Linked DNA regions of Zea mays: region 1 is linked to region 2. A link is a contact called in public Hi-C data. All regions are on one chromosome and are shown on one strand. The core of a region is the stretch at or near the end of the contact, and the rest is flanking DNA. Distances in the headings are between cores, read along the strand shown.

Evidence for each region. Hi-C and Micro-C count contacts between places; a contact is called where the count stands out from the background.
Region 1: a Hi-C map of bundle sheath shows a contact between it and region 2, with 2.3 times the contacts expected there. The contact joins the promoter of LOC100273260 here to the enhancer-like site in region 2. A contact is called at or near these places in 3 of 25 Hi-C or Micro-C datasets (bundle sheath, ear and endosperm).

The regions. Positions count from the first base shown.
Region 1 is chr8:11,932,855-11,935,554 of Zm-B73-REFERENCE-NAM-5.0, reverse strand. LOC100273260 (MYB transcription factor) reads left to right here and starts at 1,271. Exons shown (of 2, transcript NM_001147702.1): 1 at 1,271-1,649; 2 at 1,788-2,700. The coding sequence starts at 1,469. The coding sequence ends at 2,695.
Region 2 is chr8:11,785,508-11,788,207 of Zm-B73-REFERENCE-NAM-5.0, reverse strand. No RefSeq gene overlaps it. Among protein-coding and RNA genes, the nearest start is that of LOC103634780, 38 kb to the right of the region's middle. Within about 2 kb of position 1,372, at least 17 of the 20 cell types and tissues checked have an H3K27ac peak or open chromatin away from gene starts, as enhancers often do. A contact at or near this core is called in bundle sheath, ear and endosperm, where this site is marked.

The DNA of each region.
Region 1 (2,700 bases), core at 22-2,521, 150 kb before region 2:
GTTTTCTTTAGATAACACACCAATAGTTTAGAAATAAATAAATAAAATGTGATCGTATAACAGTCATGTACGTTCCAGTATTGGACTGGACCTTATCACAAAGAATAATATATATAGAGACTGAAAAATACATAAGTCGAGGAATATTGTTTGGCATGTCTGTAGTTTTCGTGGTTTGTTTATTTCAGTGATCGAGAGCAAAAGGAAGGAGGTGGTTCACCTCCCAGCAGGGATGTGTACGTCCAACAAACAATTCGCGCGCCCATCTCTCCGTGTCACTTCCCGCTCTCTCGTCTAATCCCAATAGTGCAAGGGTGACAAATTGTTCAGTCAAACACGCTTCATGTAGCGAAGAATCTAAGGGGTGGTGGGCAGTGCTATTTCAACAAAACCTTTTTGGTGTGTAGCTGCACTAGCACTACTACGCTTGGCCTTCTTCCTCTTTACCTCCTCCAAGGCTTGGCAGCTGATCCTAAGTCCAAGCACTAAAGCAGCTAAGGTAGCCACCAAACCGGTCTGTCCTACATGTCCTCAGAGCTTACGACTTATGATCAGCATCAGCTTCCCTCTAACCAGGCAGCATCCGTGCGACTAGTGTTGGAAATTGGGCTGGATCGGACCAGCCAGGCTCGTTCAGGTCCATCGTGTTTCGAGCCAAACGGGCTCAGGCCATGAAGGCCTAACAAACTTTTGGGTTGTGATATGTCAGCCCAAAGAGTAGAGACCCTAAAGCACGATGTGTCTTTGTTGGGCTGTCCAGACTATATATTTAAATCACATAAAGTCCAAATATTCTAATCACATAAAGTTCATAGCTTACTAAATTAAATATATTAAACAATGTGAGCATCATTTGACCACATAAAGTTCAAATATTATAACCGCATAAAGTCAATAACTTACTAAATTAAAGAAATTAAACAATATAGATTTGATTGGGCCGTGTCGGCCCAAGCTCGGCCCATGCGTGTGGGCCTTGTCAAGGGCCAGAATTTAAGGCCTGGCTCAAGCCTATCTTCGGTTCGTGATAGTCCGGTTCCATATTATTTCGTGCTTCACTGTGCTTCGGCTTCTGTTATAGGCCGTGCTCGTGCTGTTTCAAAAAGTCCGGTCCATATTCACAGCACTACCTGCGACCCTGCATACATATATCACTATTCGGATTTACTGCACTGAATATGGGCTACATATATATCATTGCCACAAGTCATTATAAAAGGGAAGCCACCAAGAAGCTAAGTTCTCTCTGTCTTTGCATGCAGCTAGGTCCCTCCTCTCAACTCTGCTTCTTCTTCTTCCAACTGATCATCTCCTACCTTTTCTTTTCCAATCCCTAAACCTACACACAGCTTTACGGTAGCTGCTAGTGCTAGTGCATGGCCATATATATGCATCTATAAGTAGATAGGTTGCACCCTCCAAGGGGTTCATATCATCCAAGGTGCATGCCAGGAGACAGGCCACAATAATGTCCCAGAGGAAAGGCGCCATGGCGGCTGCAGTGACGGCCAGCAAGCATCGCGAGGACCAGGAGGCGATGATGGTGGAGCTCAGGAGAGGCCCCTGGACGCTCGAGGAAGACAACCTCCTCATGAACTACATTGCTTGCCACGGCGAGGGCCGCTGGAATCTCCTCGCCCGCTGCTCCGGTGAGTACGTAGTGTAGTCCGACTATTCCATTTCGCCGGCGGTTTCTATGTATTACTTACTTGCATCTCGATCAGTCTCGACTAATTAAGCTATCGATGATCGATCTCGTCTTGATGTGCTATCCATGCTTGAATTAGGGTTGAAGAGGACCGGCAAGAGCTGCCGGCTCAGGTGGCTCAACTACCTGAAGCCCGACATCAAGCGCGGCAACCTGACGCCTGAGGAGCAGCTGCTCATCCTCGAGCTCCACTCCAAGTGGGGGAACAGGTGGTCGAGGATAGCGCAGCACCTGCCGGGGCGCACCGACAACGAGATCAAGAACTACTGGCGGACGCGCGTGCAGAAGCAGGCGCGGCAGCTGCGGGTGGACGCCAACAGCGCCGTCTTCCGCGACGCCGTCCGCTGCTACTGGATGCCGCGCCTGCTGGAGAAGATGGCCGCGCACCACCACGGCGACGGCGAGCTGCCGCCGCCACTGCACCCCTCGCACAACATCGCCGGCACGGCCTCCTCGCGCTCGCCGCCGGCCCACGGCAGCCAGCAGGAGGACCCGAGTAGTAGCGCGCCGGCGGCCAGCGGCCACTACCTGCAGCAGGTCGACCCGAGCCCGAGCACGTCGACGACGTCCGGGTCGACGACCTCGGCCGCGCTCCCGCCGGTGCCCTGCTTCTCCGAATCCGAACTAAGGTGGGTCGTGGACCAGTACGGCGCCGCTTACGGTTACACCGACGACCTCGACCTCGACGGCGGCGCCGGCGTGGTCGACGACGACTCGGCTGCCGCCGCCGCGCTGGACAGCCTCGGGCTGGACGGGCTGGACCTGGGGCCGGCCGACGGCGGCGTGTACTCGGACGCGACGCTGCTGGACTACCTCAACGCCACGTGCGCCGGCGGCACCACCGTGATGACAATGATGGGCGGCGTCCACGGCGCCGCGGGCGGTGGCGACGGCGACTACGGTCCGTCGCCGTGGCGGACGGACGAGCTCGGCCAGACGGCGAGGAAGCTCGGCGATCCTCAGCATCAATGGAGAGGAGGTATCTAGAAGCA
Region 2 (2,700 bases), core at 123-2,622:
GCTTTTGGAACGTAGGTAATCCGTGTGATTGGTTGTTGTACACTGGTAGGCTGGCTCGTATCCGAGGGGTCAGGCTCCTTGTACACAGGCTTGGTATGTACATATGCTTTTGTTTGGTTGGTTGTATTATTACATTCAGGACAAATATAACCTGTGTTTGGTTATCTACACCAAAACGTGTATTAGAGAAGAGTGAATAAATAAATCTTTAAATATTATATAGCATGTGTGGTCTAGTTTTGTTCAAAAAAAATCCAGGAACACGAATATAAAATCGGTTTGATGATTAACTTTTTTATTTAAAAGATATGATGCAAGAACAAATATAAATGCGTTCTCGTTTTGCGTGCAACTACGTGCAACAGCATGCCACCGGACTGCACGCCGGCGTACGCGCGGTGGGAGCATCTCCCGCGGGCCTGGCTCGCCATCTATTTTTGCATCCGTTCAACCAGTACGCTGAGAGAAGTAAACCAAACAATGGGCCTGTTTGGTTCAGCTTTTTTCTGACCAGCTTTTCTGAAAATCTGGCTGTGTGGAGAATCTGGTTGTGAGGAGAATCTGAGTATCATTACGATTACGTGTGGAGGAAGATAAAGTTGTTCATAGAGCTCAGGATCTAGAAAGTGACGGATTCCTACTATTACAACGACTCAACCGATTATGTGTTTATGTTGATTTTGGATGGTTTTTGTCCCAACGAATTTTATAGAAGCTGGATGAAAAGCTGAGCGTTTGGCAGTCCGCAGCAGCTTTTGGTGGCCAGAAGCTGTCAGAAGCCGAAACAAACAGGCCCAATATGCACTTTGAGACTTCGCGGGTGCAGCTGCAACCTTCCGCACATCAACCAAACAGGCAGAATATATATCCTGTAATAATAAATTAAAGCATGGCGTTAGCCGCGACGCCGGGGCACTTGTTGGGCAACATAAACTAGCCACGCGTACGTCCAGTCGTCCAGTCGTTCACCGAGAGACAGTTTCGACTGTCTCCGTGCGCTGTCCTTGGACGACATGCATGAGGAACGAAGCAACGCGCTGTCCTGGGCTGCAAGACTTTCAATGGGATTACGCAACGGTGACACAAGCCGGCAGTGGTGCAGGGACGAGATAGTCACTGGAGCTAGGATTTGATTTGACGACACCAGCTGCTGTGACAAAGAGACGTTTTGGTTCTCGTGGTGGGGTCCAGGAACGGCACGCCGATGGAGCTATTGCTGATAGCGCCCCGTGCCAAAACGCGCACTGTTCGACGCCATTGATAGGGAAAGGTGGCGTTTCCGGTAACCAGCTGACGGTGATTGGGCCTTCACGGCCGGAGAAGACACGCGAGAATGGAAGAATAGCAAACAAAGACGTCGTGGCTTCTTGGAAACAAAAGCCCACTGGGCCGCCGCCCCGCGCACCACCACATATATAACCAAGTGGCCTTGCCGTCGGAAATAGTAGCGCGCTAGCGAAAATCGACACGCACTAGCTAGAAGCCTGGAATGGAACAACCGTGACTGAGCAGTACTGCTCGTTAGAATAATAAGCAAAGTGTCGGTCCTTCGCTACGGTTTGTATTTACGAGTATAGATTATAAAACACAGACACATATGTGTTTTGTAAGCTAGATGTGTGTGAATATAGGTTTTAATTACAACAATTATGTTTTGAATCCTTATTTGTACACAATTTTACAGTTTTGACATTAAGTGTGGGGGAGGCACGACATATAAGCTGAGGAACTAGTGTTTTATATAGTAGAGATTAGAAATTGACATCAGATAGAACAGTCGATGACTAAAACAAACATCCAAAACCATTAAGCGACTTTTTGTAAACGTAGCGACAGCTAGCTAACTAGTTTGTTACGTGTTGGAAGCCAAAAAAGGCCTTGCGGACGGTTCGGCCCTGAGGCCGGACGGTCCGCGCGTGCGCAGAGACAGTTAGGGTTCCTAGTTTCTCGCGGGATTTGTTACCTAAAACCGTGGGATTGACTCGGAAATCAGTTCGAAGCGGATCCAGACCTCCCCTTTATATAGATGAAGGGCTACGACCGATTGAACCCCGCAACAATCGATCAAATCAAATCTATTCCTCGTTTTTACCTTACGCATTAGGAGTAGTTCTAGTTTAGCCCTAGTTTAGTATTCCAATCCCTAAATTCTCCGCTTCTCTTTGACTCTACGTCGATTAGAGGAGTCTGGGTCGGCTTGCCGAGCCTATACAACCCCTAGGATCTCTCCTCCCTGACGGGGTCCCTCCCGGGAGCGAGATCCAGGCACCGCCGGCGACCTTCGCCGCCCCTGCGCACGCGCGGGCCGTCCGGCCGTCAGGCAGGGAACGTCAGCCCCTGTACCAGGTCGCGGACTGTCCGGCCCCTGGCCGCGGACCGTCCGCGCCTCTGCAGAGGGCACCGCCACTGGTTCTCACGCAGTGTTTGGCGCCCGAAAAGGTGTCAACATACTTTTGGCGACTCCGCTGGGGACTAGGTGTCTAGACCTACTAAAAATCGACCCATAGATGGCCGGTTCTAAGGATCACACCAAGATCTTCACCACCAACATCATCAAACCGGCCATGGAGGCACTCCCGGTTGATGACCAAAGACCCTTTGAAGACCTTGTATTGCGCGATGAGAAGGAGGTGATGCGGCAATGGAACGAACAACGCGACAAGGAAGAGGCGGAACTGCTGCATAAACTCTCCGAACGAC